2 separate regions of the Macaca mulatta genome follow, and region 1 is linked to region 2. The links are chromatin contacts, called in public Hi-C maps. All regions are on one chromosome and are shown on one strand. The core of a region is the stretch at or near the end of the contact, and the rest is flanking DNA. Distances in the headings are between cores, read along the strand shown. Region 1 holds the start of CLPB (ClpB family mitochondrial disaggregase). Region 2 holds the start of LAMTOR1 (late endosomal/lysosomal adaptor, MAPK and MTOR activator 1).

The links. A called contact is a pair of places that touch in the nucleus more often than the background predicts.
Region 1: a contact with region 2 is called in a Hi-C map of liver, with 4 times the contacts expected there. The contact joins the promoter of CLPB here to the promoter of LAMTOR1 in region 2. A contact is called at or near these places in 3 of 14 Hi-C or Micro-C datasets (fetal cortex germinal zone, fetal cortical plate and liver).

The regions. Positions count from the first base shown.
Region 1 is chr14:72,764,506-72,769,126 of T2T-MMU8v2.0, forward strand. It overlaps CLPB (ClpB family mitochondrial disaggregase), which reads right to left and starts at 3,032. Exons shown (of 17, transcript NM_001261302.1): 1 at 2,585-3,032. The coding sequence starts at 2,987.
Region 2 is chr14:72,400,032-72,404,353 of T2T-MMU8v2.0, forward strand. It overlaps LAMTOR1 (late endosomal/lysosomal adaptor, MAPK and MTOR activator 1), which reads right to left and starts at 1,332. Exons shown (of 5, transcript NM_001194634.3): 1 at 1,128-1,332. The coding sequence starts at 1,169. LRTOMT (leucine rich transmembrane and O-methyltransferase domain containing) reads left to right here. Exons shown (of 8, transcript NM_001136102.1): 6 at 3,877-4,151. It also overlaps the pseudogene LOC114672564 and a transcript of ANAPC15 not described here.

The sequences.
Region 1 (4,621 bases), core at 1,782-4,281, 370 kb after region 2:
TAGCACACTTATCTAACCTCCTGAGCCTGAGTTTCCTTATCTGTACGATACACCTTATCATGCATATGAAAGCCAGTCCTGTGGTTCAGACACTGATGCCTCCTGGCCTAGATTCCAGTGACAGGTAATTTCTACTTACCTCACCAAGTGTACCCAAAGCACATACCCAAGCATGGCTCAGACAGCCACCAGCTGGGAGGAGATCAAGACTTCCTTAGAGATGGCTGTATCCACTCTCCCCTCACTCTGCAGAAAAAAATGTGGCTTCTACAAGGTTACAGAGTGAGGAATGAGCTAAGAACCAGGGCCTCCTTGCTTCTAAAGGGGTTCAGTTTCTACCACACTGCACTGAGGGTCAAAACTCTAATTCAAGGGGACAGGGTAGCTGGCAAGTCAGTTCCAGCAGGAACTGGTCACGGCTTTGACCATTATCTATTATACACAGAGCCTGGTATTCTTGCTGGAGATCATAGGCCACAAAGTCCAGTTTGGAACCCCCAGGAACTTCTTAGGCAAGACCTCACCAAATACACTGGACTCAGAACATTCCCTGCTCATGAACCTTCCATGACTCTTCACTGCCTACAGAAGAAATTCCAACACCCTCACCCACCCCACCCCTGACTGGCATCCAAGCCCCACTCCATCTGCTCTCATCTCATTCCAAAGACCTTATCTTCCAACCAAGCTGGCCACTCAGAAAGCCCCTGCTCACACCATGGTGCCCTGAAACTCTAATTTCCATTCCCTGAAGCCTTTGTATGGAATATAATCCAAGTCTCACACATTTACTGAGCACCTACTAAGTTCCAGACACTGTGATGGACAAATGATGTCTAGGTATTAGGGAAAGTTGCTGGTATAACCTGAAAAAACAAAAGAGAAGATACATTTCCTGCTCTCATGGGGCTCACAAAGTCACTCTCCTTTTCATTTCTACTTCATCCTTCAGAACTCAAGTTCGAATTTCCCATCCTCTGGGGTCTCCAACACTTCAGGAAGGCTTTCCTGACCCTACTGGCCCTCTGATCCCCCAACAACACACAGCACCACTCGCCAGCCCTACATTCCAACTGCCTGCACTATCCCCTTGACTGATTTTGTGTTAAGTTAGGACTTTCCACACACCTAGCCTAAAACTAGACGCACAGTGGGTACCCCCAAAAATGCTGGAAGTTACAGGATTACAGCATGCCTAAGCTAGATGCCCTTAGCGTCTATGTCAACACCCTCATTTTGTAGATGAGGAAACAGAAAACCACTGAGGAGACGCAAAAGTCCAAATTCACAATGAGAGTTAGACACAGAACCAAAACAAGATCCCCAGTGTTGTCTCTCCCAGACCAAAGTCCTTCCTTTACAACTGGCCACATCAAACGAATGGAAGTCAAGGCACTCCCCACTCCCCCATTCTTGCTCCAAATTCTCAGAGCTTGGGGTGCACGGAATCTATGGACACCATGCCTCAGTCTGTCTTCTTGATGAATGACTAAGAACCTGAATGGCTGGATTCACATAGGTCATAGGTCTGGCTCTCTGTCCACTCTCTCAGCTGCTGCTTAGCTTCATGGATCCAGATGAGATGCTAATCAGGATCAGCCAGTCCCCCAGCAGTTGCCCTTGGGCCTCCAGGAATCCACCTTCCTTCTCCTACCAACTATCCCACATGGCAAGATCACCTAACAGCATGTGAGACCAGACATAGCAAAATCCTGACACTGACAGACTCAGGCCGCTTAACTCCAAAAGGAATCAAAATAACAGTACTGTAAAAATGTTAAGAAATTATCTTTCACTATATAAATAAATTGGCCAGGAGCGGTGGCTCACACCTGTAATCCCAGCACTTCAGCAGGCCGAGACAGGTGGATCACGAGGTCAAGAGATCGAGACCATCCTGACCAACAGCTAAAAACACAAAAATTAGCTGGGCATGGTGGCGCACGCCTGTAGTCCCAGATACTCGGGAGGCTGAGGCGGGAGAATAGCTTGAACCCGGGAGGCAGAGGTTGCAGTGAGCTGAGATCGCGCCACTGCACTCCAGCCTGGCGACAGAGAGAGACTCCATCTCAAAAATAAATAAATAAATAAATAAATAAATAAATAAAGGTCAAGGTGGCATTAAAACCGAGTCAGGTTCTTCCTGACTCTGGCACGTTTGGTGACGGGGGTTGGCGGGGGGCAGTCTGGCAACTTCTCTAAACCATCTAGAAGTTGCCCTTAAAACACCCCATAGTTTCCGTTTCCTGGAGATCTCAGGAAGGAGGAATTGGACCACGCAGAATATGAGAAACATAAGGGGACCATGCTGTAATATTAGATGTTTAGTCCAAGATCCCCATTGTACAGATGGATAAAATCATGCCCAGAGAGGGGAGGCGGATCTATGATAGGAGATTATACAACTCTGAGGTGATGAGGTCTCTAGGGCAACACCCTGCCCCTGTAACCAGATGATGTCTGAGTCCCTCCAAGACTTAGGCTCTAAAGATCTAAACCTGTAAGTACCTCCCACCCTTCTAAGATACGAAGTTAGGACAATCTTCCCGCCTCTCCCTTCCTCAGATCCAGATCTCATAATCACCCTTGTTGGACGGACTCTTGCTGTAGCAATGAACAACCAGCGCTGTGGCCAGGGCCCACATGCTCAGTCCGGCCCTGTTGGGGACCCCGTTCCAGCTGTCCTGTCCTGGAAGTGTTTCTTCGGGGCCAAGAAGGCGTCCCCAAGTGGCAGCCGCGAGGCATTTGGTATCGAAGCGTCCTCCCTGGCGCCCCCAGGTGGCTGCCCCGCGTCCGGAGAACAAGGCCGGCGATGTTCCAGGGCGCCCCCCGGCGGCTGCCCTCAGCCACTGCGGCTCCCCGAGACTCCCAGTGGTCACATTCGGGCCGGAAGCACCTCCATGGCCCCGGAGCGTTGGGGACCTGAGCAGCCGGAGGAGTAGCCGTGGCGCCAGTGCTTTTCTCCTCAACACCAGGGACCCCAGCATCGTGACAGCTGCTTCGATAACCCCGCGGTGCCGGCCCCTGTGGTGGCCACGTCTAACATGGCTGCCGCGGCGCGTTCGAAGACGCCGCGAACAGGGTGGAGTTGCGCACTACCTCACGGGAGGGGTAGTCCACAGCCCTAAGCCTTTTCCCAGCTGGAGAACAAATAAAATACGCTTCCCAGAAGGCTGTGGGACTACGTCACAATGACTGCAGACTTATAGGAACCCGGGGCATGTTGGGAAATAGAGTTCGGGTGAAGGGGCGTGGCGATTAGAGCTAAAGATTAGAATCCCACGATTTCTTTCCTAGTTTAGTTGAAGCACACGACACAATTTTTTTTTTTTTGAGACGAGTCTCGCTCTGTCGCACAGACTGAAGTGCGGTGGCGCGATATCTGCTCACTACAACCTTCGTCTCCTGTGTTGAAGCAGTTCTCCTACCTCAGCCTCCGGAGTAGCTGGGATTACAGGCGCCCGCCACCACGCCCAGTTAATTTTTGTATTTTTAGTGGAAACGGAGTTTCACCACGTTGGCCAGGCTGGTCTCTTAACTCCTAATCTCAGGCTATCCGCCCGCCTCTGCTTCCCAAAGTGCTGGAATTAGAGGCGTGAGCCACCGCGCCCGGCCCACAATATAATATATATGTATTTTGTTTGTTTTGTTTTGAGACGGAGTCTCGCTCTGTCGCCAGGCTGGAGTGCAGTGGCGCGATCTCGGCTCACTGTAGCCTCCGCCTCCTGGGTTCAAGCGATTCTCCTGCCTAAGCCTCTCGAGTAGCTGGGCGCTCGCCACCACGCCCAGCTAATTTTTGTATTTTAGTAGACACAGGGTTTCATCATGTTGGGCAGGATGATCTTGATCTCCTGACCTCGTGATCCGCTCGCCTTGGCCTCCCAAAGTGCTGAAATTACAGGCGTGAGCCACTGCGCCCGGCCCGAGGCACTCAAATATTTTTTTCAGTGAATGGATTACTCTCACCTTATTAGTGTGGGAGAGTATATGAGCTTTGGCATTCAGGCAGACGTGGATTTTAATTTTGACTCTTGCATTTACATGCGTGACCTTGGATAAACTCCCTTTACCTCTCTGGTAGTTAATTCCTCATTATTGTTGAAGATAATTCCTACCTTCAAGATGATTGCTCGTATTAAATAAGATAATACGTAGGAAGCCCCTAACACTGTCCCTGGCTCACAGTAGGTCTTTAAGAAATGGTAGCGGCCGGGCGCGGTGGCTCAAGCCTGTAATCCCAGCACTTTGGGAGGCCTAGGCGGGCGGATCACGAGGTCAGGAGATCGAGACCATCCTGGCTGACACGGTGAAACCCCGTCTCTACTAAAAAATACAAAAAACTAGCCGGGCGAGGTGGCGGGTGCCTGTAGCCCCAGCTACTCGGGAGGCTGAGGCAGGAGAATGGCGTGAACTCGGGAGGCGGAGCTTGCAGTGAGCTGAGATCTGGCCACTGCACTCCAGCCTGGGCGGCAGAGCGAGACTCCGTCTCAAAAAAATAAATAAATAAATAAATAAATAAATAAATAAATAAATAAAAGAAATTGTAGCTATGATTGTATTCTCTGCTCTGTGTATTCTACACTTCCTCCAGGCAAATACTGAACTTCTCATTTCCACATCC
Region 2 (4,322 bases), core at 82-2,581:
CAAAGTGCTGGGATTACAGGCTTGAGCCACCGCGCCCGGCCACAAATGACATTTTCCTAAGCTTAAGCCCTTAATCCAAAATACGTTCACTGAAGAAATAACTACTTCCCAAGTACCAGTGATATAATCTATTTTTGTGACCATCTCCCCTATTAGACTGTGAGCTACTTGAAACCTTTCTACTTTCTCAGGTCTACTATATGTTCAAATGTAGAATCCAGGGTTAGAGACGATCAAAAAAGAGTGGACAGCAACTTGTGACTTCATCCTTGAATGTCAGGCCAGGCGGGGCAGGGATTAGAATGTGGAGAGAAGTGAGAATGCACTAAGAGGAAGAGGGAGAATTTAAAACTGTACAGGTCTCCCCAGCCTAAGCCTTTCGTCAGAGGGATCAGATCTACAGCCAAATTCTCAGAACAGGCATGTCTCCAGCTAAAGGAACCCTCAGGCCCCAGGCAGACTGCACTGAGGCAAGCCAAACTCAGACCCAAATGAACTTCCCGCTCCATTTCTCTTTTACCACAATCTAGTCAAAGCTAAACCCTCTTTGTTGCTTCCCAGACAATTTCCCCCATGTCCCGATGTCCTCACTGTATCCATTAAATCCTTCATTGGCCAACTCAAAGGCCACCAACTTCCAGAATCGTCCTCTGGCCCTAAACTAGCAGCGACCTTCCTTCTGCAACCCCAGGGACTAAGACGATACATGAATTCCTGATTCATCGCAGGACAGCCTAACTCAGGGCCTCAGCTTACCCACCCCTGCAATGGATTCGCAAAACCCACTAATACAGAGAAGACAGGAAGCTGGGAAGGGAGTATTTCCCGGGGACCTAGACTGAGGATCCTTGAATCTGGAAAGTTTTGAAGGTAGGAGCAAACGGAAGTGGTGGGAGCGAGCCGGACAGGCGGCTGCCTGTACACCCCGAGGCGGGGACCGCGTAGAAAGCTGGGGCTTTAACTGGGGTAGGAGTCCGGCTTGGCGTCTCCTGTGTAATCTGTCCCCTCCAGGCCTCCGTATTCATCGAGCCCTGCAGTCCTGGCCCGTTCTCCGCAGATTTCTTTCTGGGGCCCCAAGCCCCAGGGTCTTAGCCCTCATTCCCGAGCCCCGCCTGCCGCGGCCGCACCTGGTCCGAGTCCTCGTTCTCGCTGCTGTAGCAGCACCCCATGGCAGGGGTCAGGCCGGGCGCTCAGGCCGCGCCGAGGAGGGACGGCGTCCGTCAGGAGCCCTTCCGGTCACATGACCCGCAACTGCCTCCCGCAGGCAACCACCCGCCGCCACCCCCAGTATCCCTTCTCCCGGAGCCGCTGGGCCGCCTCAGGCAATACCCCGGCTTCCGGTCCCGCCCGCTAGCGCGTGATCGTTGTCAACCAATAGGAAGGCGTAACCGGACACGCAGGCAAGTGAAGCGAGGAAAGGGAGGGGCGGATCACATGACTTCATCTTTCCAGTCTCTAAACTGGCAGAAGTGGCCGTCGTGAATAGTGTTATGCGTTCTCGTGGCCACTAGGCCACTTCTCTGGGCCATTGAGCGAACTCGTACCAAATGCCCTTATATGCCCTCGTGATATACTCTTCTAAATGCCATGCGAGGGGCGAGTGGGATCCAGGCCTGACGCTCCTAGATCGTACAGCCTGGGTGCACACACAGAAGATCCAGATGACCGGTACCCAGTAGGGGAACAGAGGGTGTATCGCCCAGCTGGGCTGGGGGTGAATACACGGAGGGTGTATTCTGCACCTGGGCTGGGGATCTGCGACTTACAGGAAGAAGGGACCTTATACTCCTTCACATGCTGACGCGGAGCGGAGATAAATCCTGGTGGAGGAGATAGAAGTCACCTCACTGACCTCTCTGCCTTCAGGCTTTTATCTTTAATTCTGCCTTTTTTTTAACAGGACCCATAGTAAATCTAACGCACAAAGCTGACCATCAGTTCTCTTTTCCTAAACGCCCCTCCTCCCCCATGTCTTCCCTTGGGCCCTGAACACAGGTCCAAGTCCGTCCAAAATTGTATAGTGATCCATTTGTTGTTCATGCGCGTGTGATTCCGCGTGTGTGAAATGCGCCCACCCTCAAATCTTGTTTTGGCACATTACCCATCTGACATATCAAAGTCACGCAGAGCCTGACACCTCTCTGCCACTGCATGTTCTGAGGTGAGGGGTGAGGGGGTGGAGGGGTGAGCAATCTGTTTCACTGGACATAGAGAAATGATGTTTCCTGATTGATCTACTGGACTTTGCACATGCAGCCTGGTCTGCCTACTGTCTTCGAGACTCAGTACAATGTCCTCCTGATTACCTTCTCTGACCCCATTCTCTGGACATGTCCAGCTCTCTATGCTTAATCCTCATCCAGTGTTAATTCATGCATCTATTAACAAATATTTGCTGAGCGTCTACTATGTGCCACACACTGTTATATCTGGATATGCATCAGTTCACAAAACAGCCAAAGTCCCTGTAGTCGTGGAACATCCAATAGTGATCACACTATATTCTATGTTCCTGGGTCAGTCTCACCTACCAAACTTGGGAGTTCCTAGAGCACAATGACAGGTTCTGACTCTTACCTGTGGCCCAAGGCATGGCCTTGCTTACAAAAAACTTGCGTATCAATGAGTACATTACAGTCACCCCATCACCTTGGCTCACCCCATGCCCCATCTCCTGATCCAAGGGATCGCAGAAGTCGCCAGATCTCGTACCTCTTATAACCCCTCAAATCAAGACCCTGAGGTTCTGTAAATCTTTTGAGGTTCCTGAAGGGTAGGAGGCAGCTTAAGCTCATCCCTGGGGCTGGTAACTTGAACTGCAGGTCTCAGGTGACAGCAGCCACCTCAGCATGAATAATTGAAAGCCAGTCCAGCCTCCTGCTCAGAGTTATCCCCCACAGCAGGCCCTGGACTCCCTCAACCTGTCCTGTGCTCTGGTCTTGCCTAAGCAGGAGCCTCCAGCCCAGGTAAGCAGGGCCCTGGATTGTGGGTTCCCAAGCACACCAGTTCAAGCCCACCGCATCACTCATCTATTCACACCCATCCATACACTCTTTCATTTTTACTCCCCGCCACCACCAGGGGCCTTGCAAGAAGGCCTGCAAGGAGGTCAGATCTGGATGAGGAAGAGAATGGCCCAGGACATGGGAGGAGAGGCCCATTCCCCATAGGCCTCTGGAGAGAAGAGCTGAGTAGAGGGAATATGTGTGCTGTGTGTTATGTGTATGTACACATTTGTGAAGGGAATTCTAAGACAGCACAGGAGAAGAAGGGAATACAGCGGAGAGGAGATAGGGCTGGAGAATTATTACAGAATCAAAGACTCCTCCTATCCGCAGGGAAGAGCAGGCAGAGGGAGGGTCCTGGGATGGGAAAGAGGACATCTCACCCTAACACCCTATGGAGTATTTTGATTGCCTTTTACTGAGGCAGGGCACAGTGATGGTGAAGGTGTTTGACTGCAAACCTATGCTCTTTTGCTACACAGCAGTGGTCAGAGGAGTCCAAGCAGGCAGAGGGTAGGGGTGGGGGAAGATATCCCAGAGGGGAACTAGTGAAAGGGGTCCTGAAGAAGGGGTGACTTCAGTGATAAAGAGAAACAAGTCAGGGGAACAATGTGAAGATGGAACCAGGGGTTGGGACTGGGAAGAGGTGATTTGGGGCTGGGTGCTGAAAGTAGACAGTATGGAGTCCTTGAAAGTACACAGGCTTGGAATCATACTAACCTGGATTCAAATCCCAGTTCTGCTGTGTGACTCTGGACAAAAGCCTTAGCCTTTCTGAGCCATGGTTTGTAAAACATAAGGATAATTGCTACTGGCAAAGGCTACACAAATAGTTAAATTGTGGGTGTGGGTTTCCCTCCCTCCACCCCAGGACCCAGGTAGGGACCATGTCCCCTGCCATTGCACTGGCCTTCCTGCCACTGGTGGTAACATTGCTGGTGCGGTACCGGCACTACTTCCGATTGCTGGTGGGCACGGTCTTGCTGCGAAGCCTCCGAGACTGCCTGTCAGGGCTGCGGATCGAGGAGCGGGCCTTCAGCTACGTGCTCACCCATGCCCTGCCCGGTGACCCCGGTCACATCCTCACCACCCTGGACCACTGGAGCAGCCACTGCGAGTACTTGAGCCATATGGGGCCTGTCAAAGGTCAGTGTTCCCTAGCCTTCTGCTCCAAGAAGTACCCCCAAGGCAGTGAAGGAATATTTGGGATCTGTTGCTGCTTTACTGGGTGAATAGGGCAGGTTCTTGATCCTCTTTTAGGGCCTCTTTTTTTTTTCTCATCTGGAAAAGGGGAGCTTGGACTAAGTCATTTATTCA